Linked DNA regions of Gossypium hirsutum: region 2 is linked to region 1. Evidence: chromatin contacts called from public Hi-C data. All regions are on one chromosome and are shown on one strand. Each heading gives the region's core, a stretch centred on a gene start, on an enhancer-like site or on the middle of the called end of the contact. The rest is flanking DNA. Distances are from core to core; before and after follow the strand shown. Region 1 holds the start of LOC107941781 (putative pentatricopeptide repeat-containing protein At1g74580). Region 2 holds the start of LOC107934268 (cyclic dof factor 3).

Region 1 (6,327 bases), core at 1,890-4,389:
TCGGTGCATACGGTGGTGTCATGCAGCTAGACATGCCATCCGAGGCATGCCCTGGCCTTGGCCTTGCGAACAACGCGGCTGGACCATCGCCGCATATGTTATCAATCTCAAAGAGATCTGAACTGCAATCGCTTTCGACATCATCGCCTGCTTGGCTACTTCTCGAAACAGATGAAATGGTCGGGGCATTTGGGATGGCATCCCAAGTTAACATGGACAGTTTCCTTTCAAGGTTCTTGGTTATGTCCCCTTTCTTCATCGCAGTGGATCCGAATACTTCGAGGGAATTTCGTGGATCATCCATTTGTCTTTTGAGTTTCAGAACCGGCGATCGGAAACACACTTCTCTGTTAGAACCGGCACTCATCTGATCAAACTTATCTTTGGCTTCCATCAGTTTCCTTCTCACCTGTTTTGCATGAACCCTTCCATGATCAACATTCTGATTGACGTAAACAGATTTCCCATCGGAGCAAGACCCGGTGCAGCTAAGATTAGAGAAAAAGAAGCTCCTTCCATCAACCCTTTTTGGTTTGTTTACGGATCGATTCCCCGTGAAACTTGGTAGCAAAACGCTTTGGCTACTCCAACTTGCTTCGGAACTGGCAGTGGGTGTCCCAGGCCAGCGGCGTGGACCCACCGGATGCAGCAGATCATCATCACCATCATCGAGTTTCATATTGAAGTAATTTTCAGCTCCAAATACACTGATTTCACCAACTTGGGTCTTATTCCTTTCTAGTCGTCCGATGGCAACCTGGGGATGATTAATCCTATTCCCAGGTTCTGCAAAGTTATGAACAAAGATCTCTTCTGCGGTGGTATGGTAAGAAGAAAAGGAGACGTCACCGAGACTGGTGTTTTTCCTTTTCTCACCGTCCATCATCTCAAACAACTGGGATAAACTTGATGGATTGAATTTGAAGTATTTCGAAACTGGTAATCCCAAAACTAATTTAAGGAGAGAAGTTTGGCTATGATCCAGGAAGAAGTGGAGGTCACTTGGCTTCTTAAGAGGTCCTACTTGCTTGGGGCATTGAATGACAATTCATCACCTTTTTGCTCACTACATCTAGTTTCATTTTTCATTCTACGACTATTTTTCATTCTACGACTATTTCTTGATAGCTTTTTAAAAACAAGATACATGTTTTTACTGTAGATATGGACACCTAACAAAATGACACGTGTCCCCTATATCACTATTATTTTTGTCCGATCGAAGGAAAAGGGTAATTTGTGTTTTGGATCACTAGATTTACTCAAACTTTTCATTTTATTAAATTACGTTTAGAAAAAGTCACAGGCTCCAAATCTAGTTATCGTTATTATTTTGTTTACTCATCAATTAATCAGACATTAATTTAAGGACTAAAATATTATAAATGATATCATTTTGAAAATATTTCTGTTTTTTATATTAAAATATTTAATAATATTTAGAGTTCGTTTGGATAGTATAGAGTATATTTTGTTCTAATTACAAATAATTATAATTCTCTAGGCATGTTCTAATTACACCGTAATTCCCTATATCATGATAGTACAAATTATAATTACACATTTACATCATTTATACTTTTAAAATATTAATTACTATAAGAATTATTAATATGATAAAATAATTTTTAATTAAGTAACAATAATTAAAAGCAAATCATCATAAGTATTATTTAGTTTAAAGAAAAAAACAATTGATAATATGAGTACTAATGAGAATAACAAAAAAGAAAAACATCATATGTAATTTTATCTAATTATTCTATAGTAGATTTGTTAGATTATTCCTTTTTTAATATTTAACATATGCTTTCTATCGTCCTTTGTTTGTTCTTGATCGAGTTCATCATCATTTAAATTTTAATCTGCATCATTAGAATTATCAAGATCTCCTTCTTTCATGTACTTTTTCAAGTATGAATCATTTCAATTCCACATATAATTGAATTTATGAAACATGCAACATGCTAGTATGATCTAACCTAATTTTTTTTTTATACTAAGGTGATGTTAATATGTAAAGTATTTTTTTAAAAAAATAACAAATGTCTTCTCAACCACATTTAAAAGCCTTAAATGTCTCAAATTAAAGAGTTTGTAACATATTTATGGTGCTTGTGTTCAGCATCATTCTCTCAAATGGTATCATACCCCACAACAAGATACAATAAATTCTTTTATATTTGTATAATTAACATCGACATTGTAATATTTGAAATTCACAATATAATTAATATGTAAATTAAGTAAAAAATAATATAAAACAAACTAGAATTAATTTAGAGTAAATTTTAATACTACATCGTAGTATTGGTAAACTTTGACATATGGGCATATAGAATGAAGTAAAACCATTAGCTTGATCTAAGAAAAAATTAGTGAAAAGAGTGGATTTGATTAAACAAGATGGCCTGCTCAAAATGCTATTCATTGAAGAAACTTTAAACATAAATTCAAATGAAAAATCAAAGCTTTAACGAAATTCAACAACAAAATAGAATCGAAGTTTGTAAGTACGATTAATTCATAACCGCATTTAAAAAAGAACCCCCATGAAAAACAAATACTGCTCACAAAGAAAAGCCCAAAGAAACCCACTATACAGAAAAGAACACATAAAAATAGCATAACATTGTTGAGAGTGGGATTTGAACCCACGCCCTTTCGGACCAGAACCTTAATCTGGCGCCTTAGACCAACTCGGCCATCTCAACATCTATGTTAATATCCTATTTTATAATTATAAACTATAAAACATTTTGACATAATGGCTTATTTCAACCTTCAACTTTACAATTGTAAAATCACCTTAAATAAATAAAAATATTTTCGGTTATTAACTTTAATGATATAGCAAGTAAATGAAAATATTTATATTTGTTAACTTTAATGATATAGCGTCTACGTGACCGTTTATATATATGTTACATTAAAAATAAGCAAGATATAGATCTCTAATACTAATCTACATATTATTAATTCAACTTGGATTTTAAGTGATTTGTGTATTTTCAATCCATTGCTGTCATATTCTTTAACACACATTAGGATACTTGCTATGGCTGCTTAGACAACTAACATAAAGACTTGAAATTTAAATGGTAAATCAATTAAAACCTTCATAAGAGGCACCGCGCAAAAGAAGAAAATTCTCACCATACTCGATTAAAAGGTAACATGCATGTGTAGGGGCTGAGCCATCTCACACTAAGAGGGTATGATTTCTCCATCCAAACCCCAACCCAAATCCAAACCCGTCTCTACTTTCACGCACCCTTCCACTATAGCCATTTTTTTCCCTTTCTCCTGCTCTTCAAAGCGCAGTTGAAAAGAATGAAAATTGGAGATACTTTATATTACCCTGCTTGCCGTTCGATTGAGTATACGAGATGGGTCCCAGTTTAAGCTTCAAATAGTGATATCTGAACCGTTGATTGGGTTGAATTCTGAAACTCCCGCTACCTTTTCTCCCTTTGGAATAACCTTCAGCCACGCCAATTCAAATTGGAGTTCAATCTCTTCTTGGCTACTTTCGGGCATTACAAATGCTGCAACTTTTTTCTGGTATCCTTTCTTTCTTTAATTCTATGTTTCAGTTTTATTTATTTATTTATTGTCTATGCTAATATCGAGTAGTTAATGCATTGCTGCTTTTATTTGTTTCCTGAGAAAGTGGAAGAAAAGAAGACAATTTTTTTAACCCATTTGCTTACTTTACTTGTTTCCCATATTATCTTAGATTTAGCATTGAAGGATTTGATTCCTTTTTATATCTGTTAATCATTGAAGTGTAGAGCTTTTCATTCCTGAAAAGAGTATCTAATTTTGGACTAGGGTTTTTCGAATTACAAACTAATGGTCATATCTTTTGGGTAATTTTTTTCTTGTTTTAGGATAAGCCAAAGCTTAATGTGAGAAGAAGAGCTGAACGCCTTCAGATGTTAATTGGCTTAATAGGCTTGGATATGATTATATTGTGTTAGATTTCTCTTTTTGGAATGAGTCCTGCTTTGCTTCCTAAACATGTAGCTGCAGTTGTAAAACACCAAAGGGATCCGCTCAAAGCGCTTCAAATGTTCAATGCAGTAAAGAAAGAAGATGGATTCAAGCATACTTTGTTAACCTATAAGTGCATGATTGACAAGCTTGGGTTTCATGGGGAATTTGAGGCTATGGAGAAGGTACTGCTAGAGATGAGACTGAATGTCGACAGCAGTCTGCTTGAAGGAGTTTATATCGGGTGCATGAGAAATTATGGACGCAAACAGAAAGTTCAGGAAGCCATCGCTGTGTTTGAAAGGATGGATTTTTATAATTGCGAGCCAACAGTTTTATCATATAATGCAATCATGAATATTTTGGTTGAATATGGATATTTCAATCAAGCGCACAAGGTGTATATGAGAATGAGAGATAAAGGGATCGTCCCCGACGTGTACACTTTTACGATTAGGATAAAGTCATTTTGTAGGACAAAGAGGCCTCATGCTGCTTTAAGGCTTCTTAGAAACATGCCTATGCTTGGATGTGAGATAAATGCAGCAGCTTATTGTACTGTAGTAGGAGGGTTTTTTGAAGAGAACCATCACATTGAGGCATATGAGTTGTTTGATGAGATGCTTAAGCTCGGAATTGCTCCAAATATCACTGCTTTTAATAAACTTATACACATTCTTTGCAAGAAGGGGAATGTTCGAGAAAGCGAAAAGCTGCTTAACAAGGTCATGAAGAGGGGAGTGTCTCCAAATTTGTTTACAGTCAATATCTTTATCCAAGGGCTTTGCAGAAAAGGTGCACTAAATGAGGCCGTTAGTTTTTTGAATGGTGTGGCTAAGGAAGGTCTGAAACCAGATGTTGTTACATACAATACCTTAATATGTGGCTTGTGTAAGAGCGCCAAGGTTGTAGAAGCTGAAATATTTTTGCATAAAATGGTGAATGAAGGTTTGGAGCCAGATGGTTTTACCTACAATGCTGTCATTGATGGATATTGCAAATTGGGCATAATACAAAATGCAGATAAGATTCTCAACGATGCAGTTTTCAAGGGTTTTATTCCCGATGAATTCACTTATTGTTCCTTAATTAACGGTTTATGCCAGCATGGTGAGACAGACCGTGCTGTGGCTGTATTTAATGAGGCTTTGGGGAAAGGATTAAAACCTAATATTATTATGTATAACACTCTTATCAAAGGGTTGTCTTTGCAGGGGCTGATTTTGCAAGCCTTGCAGCTGATGAATGAGATGTCGGAAAATGGTTGCAGTCCCAACATATGGACTTACAATATAGTTATAAATGGATTATGCAAGATGGGGTGTGTCTCTGATGCTAACAATTTACTGAATGATGCTATTGCGAAAGGTTACCTTCCGGATATTTTTACATTTAATACTTTGATCGATGGATACTGTAAGCAGTTGAAAGTGGAAAATGCAGTTGAGATTTTAAATCAAATGTGGAACTATGATGTTATTCCTGATGTGATAACATATAACTCTGTGCTGAATGGCCTCTGTAAAACTTCGAAGTCCGAAGATGTCATGGAAACTTTTAAAACCATGATGGAGAAAGGGTGCATTCCCAATGTAATCACATACAATATACTTGTTGAGAGCCTCTGTAAAGCTCGAAAAGTTAACGAAGCAATGGACTTGCTCGAGGAAATAGAAAAGAAGGGTCTTTCTCCAGATATCGTTAGTTTTGGCACGCTGATCCATGGATTTTGTGATAACGGAGACCTGGATGGAGCATATCAACTGTTTAGAAGAATGGGACAAAGATACAAGGTTTGTCATACAACGGCGACGTACAATATTATGATCAATGCTTTTTCTGAGAAGCTAAAGATCAATATGGCTGAAAAGCTTTTCCATGAAATGGGTGAAAATGGTTATACCCCCGACAGTTATACGTATCGTGTCATGATTGATGGCTTCTGCAAAACGGGAAGAGTTGATTCAGGTTATGATTTCCTTCTGGAAAAAGTTACAAAAGGGTTCATTCCATCGTTAACAACATTCGGACGGGTTATAAACTGTCTTTGCGTAGAGAATAGGGTTAATAATGCAGTTGGTCTCATCCACCTTATGGTGAAAAAGGACATTGTTCCTGAGATCGTGAACACCATTTTCGAGTCAAATAAGAAGGAAATTGCAGCTCCTAAGATAGTTGTAGAAGATTTGTTGAAAAAGGGTCATATAACTTATTATGCATATGATCTTCTTCATGATGGAGTTAGAGATAAAAAGCTGCTAAAAAAGCTTCAGAGTGGGTAATATCATAATTTTCATAGAGGATTGTATACTGTTTTGAATCACAAATTTA
Region 2 (6,327 bases), core at 1,702-4,201, 480 kb after region 1:
GGCCTCTCTACAACTCCTATTTGATGTTATTTCAAAATAAATCTTTGTAATTAATTACCTTTAACAATTTAGTCATTTAACGTTAAAATAATAAAAAATTACTTGATAAAATAGTTCAATCTAACACCAAAGCTTAATAATCTTCAACAAACATTCAAGAAACAACTCAACTCTTCAATGACAAAATTTATAGCGTTTGATAGTTTTACGAATTGGTCATCGGGTTAGCTAGATTAAGCTAATACGAGCTCAAAACATAAAAATTACTAAAAACGAGCGAAATTTCACTTAACAAAAGGAGATTAAAGCTTGATGAAAGCTTTCCCAACCCTAAAAATGGCTATTCGGGTTTTTTTCCACTAAGAAGAAAAGAAAATGTTCATATTATCATTTAATTTTAACTTAAATTTTAACTATTTACTAAATTACCATTTTTATTACAACTTATAAAATTACCAAATCATATATATGTCCATAATATAAGTATATGGTTCAATTACCATCAAAGGAGTGTTTAATTGTACAATTGGTCCTTCAATTATTTTAAATTATTAGTTAATTAAACTTGATTTCAATTTAACCCTAAATTAATTAGGACTAAGCAAATAGCCCAAAAGCTAGTGGATCAATCATATTCACCATCGCTTGGATTTTTTTACTATGGTTTAATTCCTATTTTAGTCCCTTTACTATTTTAAATCTATAGCGATTAACTTTTACCTCTTTTATAATTTAATCATTTTACCTTAATTAAGCAACCAATTGTCAAAATTACTGGACCAAACTTTAAATTACCTATAATACGGCTCTGTAAATATTTAATAAAAATATTCACGAGCCTGATTTACAGAAACGAGGTCCTGATACCTCATTTTCTGAAACTACTTGACTTCCGAATCAACCACTCATACTAACCATTAATTCAATTAGTTAAAATTCATCAAATTAAAATTTAATATAACATTATTATTGACTCGTATAATTTAAATACCAATTATACGAACTTACTCGTCAGATTTGTGGTTCCGAAACCACTATTTCATACATCACTAAAAAACGAGCTGTTACAAGAGGTGTGACAATTCGATTAAATACTTATTCGAATAGTCATGATTATTACCAAAAATTGTGACTATCCAAATAGACAACTATTAAGATGGTTATGTAGTTATGTCTTTATATGATCATTAGTGGAATTTCCTACAAATAGGATTAATATTTCACTTGGTATATATCACATAAAAAGAACTTCAAAACAAAGTCTCATTTTGTTCTGTTAATCTTCTAGTTTTCATAAATTGTGTTATAAAAAAATTACTGTAAGAGTTATTTAAAGAAATTAATATTTTTGTTATACATTGTTCAGTAAATTATTTTTATCGGTAATGTTTATTCATTTTGTCACTCTGACTTTTATTTTTTTATCACTTTAGCCCTCAAAAATTATCATATGCCTTGTATTTATAACGTTAAAATGCGATTTAAATTGCTATTTTTTTGTACATTTGGAATTTAGTCCTATTTTTATTTCAAAGGATTTAGTCTCTCTGTTTTTCAAAATTTAAAATGCAAACCCAGTTATTAACATCGTTAAAGCTGTTAAATTTAAGTTTGTTACAGCATTATCTTTTTGTTAATGGTTTTTTAATTTATAAATGCCTCACTAACGAATTTAATAGATGAATTTTAAGGTGACATTAATAATTTAACTTGAATTTTAAAATTTAAAAAGTAAAAATCTTAAATTCCATTAAAATAAAATTAGAATGACTAACTTTTAAATTTACGAAAAGTAAAAAGATTTGAAACATATTTTAACTTTTGTATTGATATTCTAAAATTTGATTATGTTGTATAAATTTTACATTGCAAATGATGCATGAAATATAAATTCAAATAATAAAAGTAGATATCAACTAGCTTGGATTAAAATTACTTTTTTTAAAAAAAATAGTAGAGACTAAAAAGCAATGTAGGGAGTCATCCACGATTGGTTATAGACATTGTGAGTAGAAATTGAAAGTGCAATCATACATGATGGAATTAAAGCTATAAATTATCATTTGCACCATCTGGGTCAAGCTCATTTAGTTTTTCCCTCTATATTTGTAGTGAATATTTTTGGTAAAATAGAAAAGCAGTAAAATTATTATAAAGGTTGTTATATTAAAAGTTAGATTATATTTTGTCATCTTTATTTGAAAAATAAATAATTTAGTTCCTGTATATTAGATAAAAAGTAAATTGGTTATTTCTGTTAAAAATTTTATTTATTTTCATGATTAAAAACTGACATGGCTGATAAAATAACCTGACAGTACTGTATGCTAATTTAATATATAATGACTAATTTATCTATTTTTGAATAGAGATAACAAAATGTAATCCGACTTATAATACAAAAACTTTTATAATATTTTTATAAAAAAAAACTAAAGTCAGAAATGAAAGATAAGTAGAAGATATGGATGAAAATTTGGGAGCAAGGTTTTTATAATATTTCAAACGGATAAATTTGATTGCAAATAATTTTACGATAAAATTAAATTTGTGTATCTTCATGGAGAATGACCCTATTTCCTGTATTGGTCGAGAAAAGCATGTATGTTCCTTTCTACTTCTCTGGCAGATATCTCTTGCTTTTCTTTTTTTCTTTTTATAAATATATATCTAAAATTAATAATAATAAAAGATAATTATAAATCTGACTTTAAAAATCTCACCTCTAAACAGTAGCTAAAAGTTATATAAGAAAAAGGAAAAAAAATATTAGTAGTATGGCAGTAGCATCAAATCGCAGGGAGACTTTTATCCAGGATTCAACCAATACCAGAAATCCACATCACAAAAGCAGCCAAACAGTCCCCCGGTTGCACAAACTCTCCATCCTACCCTACTACCGAATCAAAAGAAAAAGCCAAAGAAAAAGAAAATCTCAAGGCCACAAGAACTTGTGGCTGAGAATCAAACCATGGTGATATCGTGGCATCCACCTCTCTTTTAAACCCATCCATTAACCCTCACACTTAACTTCATATCACTTCACACCAATTTACCAACCCCCCTCCCCCTTAAAAAAAAAAAATCAATACCTACGAATTGTCTTAGCTGGTTCTTGTTTGGTTGTTGAGAAAATGCAAGAAAGTAAAGACCCTGGGATCAAGTTGTTTGGTAAGAAAATTCATTTACCTGCTGATGGAGAGATTTCAACTCTCTCTGTTGATGAATTCGACAAGGCTCAGTGTGGGAACAGAGTAGTAGATGATGAAGACTATGAAGAATTTGATGATGATGATGATTATGATGGTGTTGGTGGTGATGGTGATGGTGATGGTGGTGAAGAAGAAGATGAACAGAAAGACAAAACAGAGCAGGTTGGCCAATTCAATAAAACAATGTTTCTTTTTAATCTTCTTGGGGATTTTAAGGATTACCCATTTCTTGAAATGGTGAAAAATTAATGGGTCAATTTTACTTTTTCTTCAATTTTCCATTTTTGGATCCTACTTCTTTTGCTAGAACTAGCTTTTTCTTTTTCTTGCTAATCTTTTGGATTCTACCCCCCCCCCAAAAAAAAACTATTGAATTACCATACAATTCTTTTAAAATATGAAATTGAAAAATATTTATTTAGCTTCCAGATTGTTTGTGTGTGTGTGTGTGTTTTTTTTTTTACTTATCTGGGCTTTGATTATTTAGAGTAGAAAATAATTAGTTCTAAAAAATCAGAATTTTTTTTTTGGGGTGATTATTATACAAGAAATTTGAAGTCCTCGTTCTGCCAAATGTCTATTTTTTTTTTAACTTCTTTATTGGATTTAGCCAATCAATATTTTTTAGATTCCACATCCCATAGATCCTTTTAACTGGGAAAGTCTTTCCTTCTTGGTTTTTCAATATATCTGTTCGATTCCTTCTTATTTGCAGTATTAAAATCTTTGTTAGCTTTGTTTTTGTTGAATATCTCGATAAGTTTTAGCCTATTAACTGAATTCCCAAAATTTTCAAGAAATTTCATGGAATATCTTATTGTTATTATGTTTATGCCCCCTTGATTATATCAATAAAACTTTAAACAATTTTCATATAAAACAATATAAAAAGGAGGGGGGATGTTCTTTAGGACCCTTATCATATTTATACTTGTTTGTTTCTCGAGAAAATTTTCTTGATTCTGGCTGAGAACTGAGATAGGATCATGTAGAAAATTTTTTGGTCTACTTAAAGTTTCTTATTAGGGAAGCATATTAAATTTCAGGATTCTTTAGCAGAACGGATTGCTGATACTGGACAAGAAGATGACAACATCCAGCCCTCAAATAGAGAGGAATCAACTAATCCAGAGACTTCGCCGGAGCCTAATGTAAACCCGAAAACTCCATCTATTGACGAAGAAACCGGAAAATCGAAGACCGGAAAGACTGATAAAGAACAAAGTGATGGTAGCAAATCACAGGAGAAAACACTTAAAAAGCCAGATCAAATACTTCCATGCCCCCGCTGCAATAGCATGGATACAAAGTTTTGCTACTACAATAATTACAACATCAAACAACCTCGTCATTTCTGCAAAGCCTGTCAAAGATACTGGACTGCAGGTGGTACGATGAGAAACGTACCGGTAGGAGCTGGTCGTCGTAAGAATAAGAACTCTGCCTCGCATTACCGACACATCTCCATTTCGGAGGCTCTTCAAGCAGCTCGAATCGATGCTCCTAATGCAGCACATCACCCTGCCTTGAAAAGCAATGGAAGGGTCCTTAGCTTTGGCCTAGATGCACCCATTTGCGATTCCATGGCCTCTGTCTTAAACCTTGGGGAGAAAAAGGTTTTGAATGGTGCCCGAAATGGATTTCATGGTCTTGAAGAACAAAGAGTATCAGTTCCAAACAGAAGGGAAAACGGTGATGATTGCTCGAGTGGATCTTCTATCACGGTTTCAAACTCAATGGAGGAAGGTGGTAGAAGTTGCATTCAGGAAAATAGGATGGGCAACATTAATGGCTTCCCTTCACCAATTCCTTGTTTACCTGGTGTTCCTTGGCCTTACCCATGGAATTCCACGGTGCCTCCACCGGCATTTTGCCCATCCGGATTTCCCATGTCATTCTATCCTGCTGCAGCCTATTGGAACTGTGGGATTCCCGGCACTTGGAACGTGCCTTGGTTGTCTCCTCAGTCATCATCCACTTCTTCAAACCACAAGGCTCCAACTTCAGGTCCAAATTGGCCGACGTTGGGCAAACATTCTAGGGAAGGGGACATGGCCAAACTAGATGATTCAGAGAAACAAAAGGCAACTAAACAGAAGAACGGATGCGTTCTGGTTCCGAAAACTTTAAGGATCGATGATCCGAGTGAAGCTGCAAAAAGTTCCATATGGGCGACACTAGGGATTAAGAACGAATCACTTAGTGGGGGAGGGCTTTTCAAGGCTTTCCATCCAAAGAGTGATGAAAAGAATCATGTAGCTGAATCATCACCAGTATTGAGAGCAAACCCTGCAGCCTTGTCTAGATCCCTCAACTTCCATGAGAGTTCTTGAAAGCTAGGTTCTTGATATATAGGCCATAAATACTTGTGAAACACTTACCGGGATCGTCTCATTCGGGAGCTAGATAGCTGCTGCCCAGGACAAAGACCGGAGGCGGGCATGGGAAAGGGAAGGAAAAAGGAGGGTTTAGTCCAATTTTCCCCCTCTAGGATGATGAGAAAAGCTCAGGGAAAACTGATTTCTCTTGTTGTAACAGTACAATAAACAGTAAAGATACGGGTTTAGATTTTTTACTTAGCGCTTGCTCAGTTTGTATTCATGTATATATCTCTATATATGTAAAATACCATGACAGTATTGGAGAACTATATCTTTAGATGTATTGAACTAAATTTTCATACTGAAACTCAAGAGTGGAAGTCTTTTTCCTCATTATCCATACTGCTTTTTATACTTCACTCTTCTCGCCTTGGACACTTGCATTTTCTCTAAGCCAAAAGTTGAATATACCCGTATCAGATGAAATTCATTTAAGTGAAGGAACAAAAAGCAACCATGTAAGAAACAGTAGTATTGTGAAGCAAAAGATGGAATTTCATTCCAAGGACCACCTTTATGTTGAAGATAAGCTTGAATATTTTATTCGAAAACAAGCCAAGTGACTTTCCTTTTCACTGGCCAATGGAATCCAAACAACTTGCACAGAAAAGGCAAATACCTGCTGAGCTGAAGTTCCCTCATATAAAATTATTATTATGCTGCATTTCCTTTTTTCTTTTTCAAAATCCACTTTTTATAATAGAAAGTAAAACCAACCTCAAAATCTTTACGTA

The links. Hi-C and Micro-C count contacts between places; a contact is called where the count stands out from the background.
Region 2: a contact with region 1 is called in a Hi-C map of leaf, with 1.8 times the contacts expected there. The contact joins the promoter of LOC107934268 here to the promoter of LOC107941781 in region 1. A contact is called at or near these places in 2 of 34 Hi-C or Micro-C datasets (both in leaf).

The regions. Positions count from the first base shown.
Region 1 is chrA12:97,493,955-97,500,281 of Gossypium_hirsutum_v2.1, forward strand. LOC107941781 (putative pentatricopeptide repeat-containing protein At1g74580) reads left to right here and starts at 3,140. Exons shown (of 2, transcript XM_016875388.2): 1 at 3,140-3,564; 2 at 3,894-6,327. The coding sequence starts at 3,999. The coding sequence ends at 6,278. TRNAL-AAG (transfer RNA leucine (anticodon AAG)) reads right to left here and starts at 2,714; the gene lies at 2,634-2,714. It overlaps LOC107941784 (protein PHYTOCHROME KINASE SUBSTRATE 1), which reads right to left and starts at 883. Exons shown (of 1, transcript XM_016875390.2): 1 at 1-883. The coding sequence starts at 883.
Region 2 is chrA12:97,978,646-97,984,972 of Gossypium_hirsutum_v2.1, forward strand. LOC107934268 (cyclic dof factor 3) reads left to right here and starts at 2,952. Exons shown (of 2, transcript XM_016866641.2): 1 at 2,952-3,374; 2 at 4,259-5,929. The coding sequence starts at 3,135. The coding sequence ends at 5,545.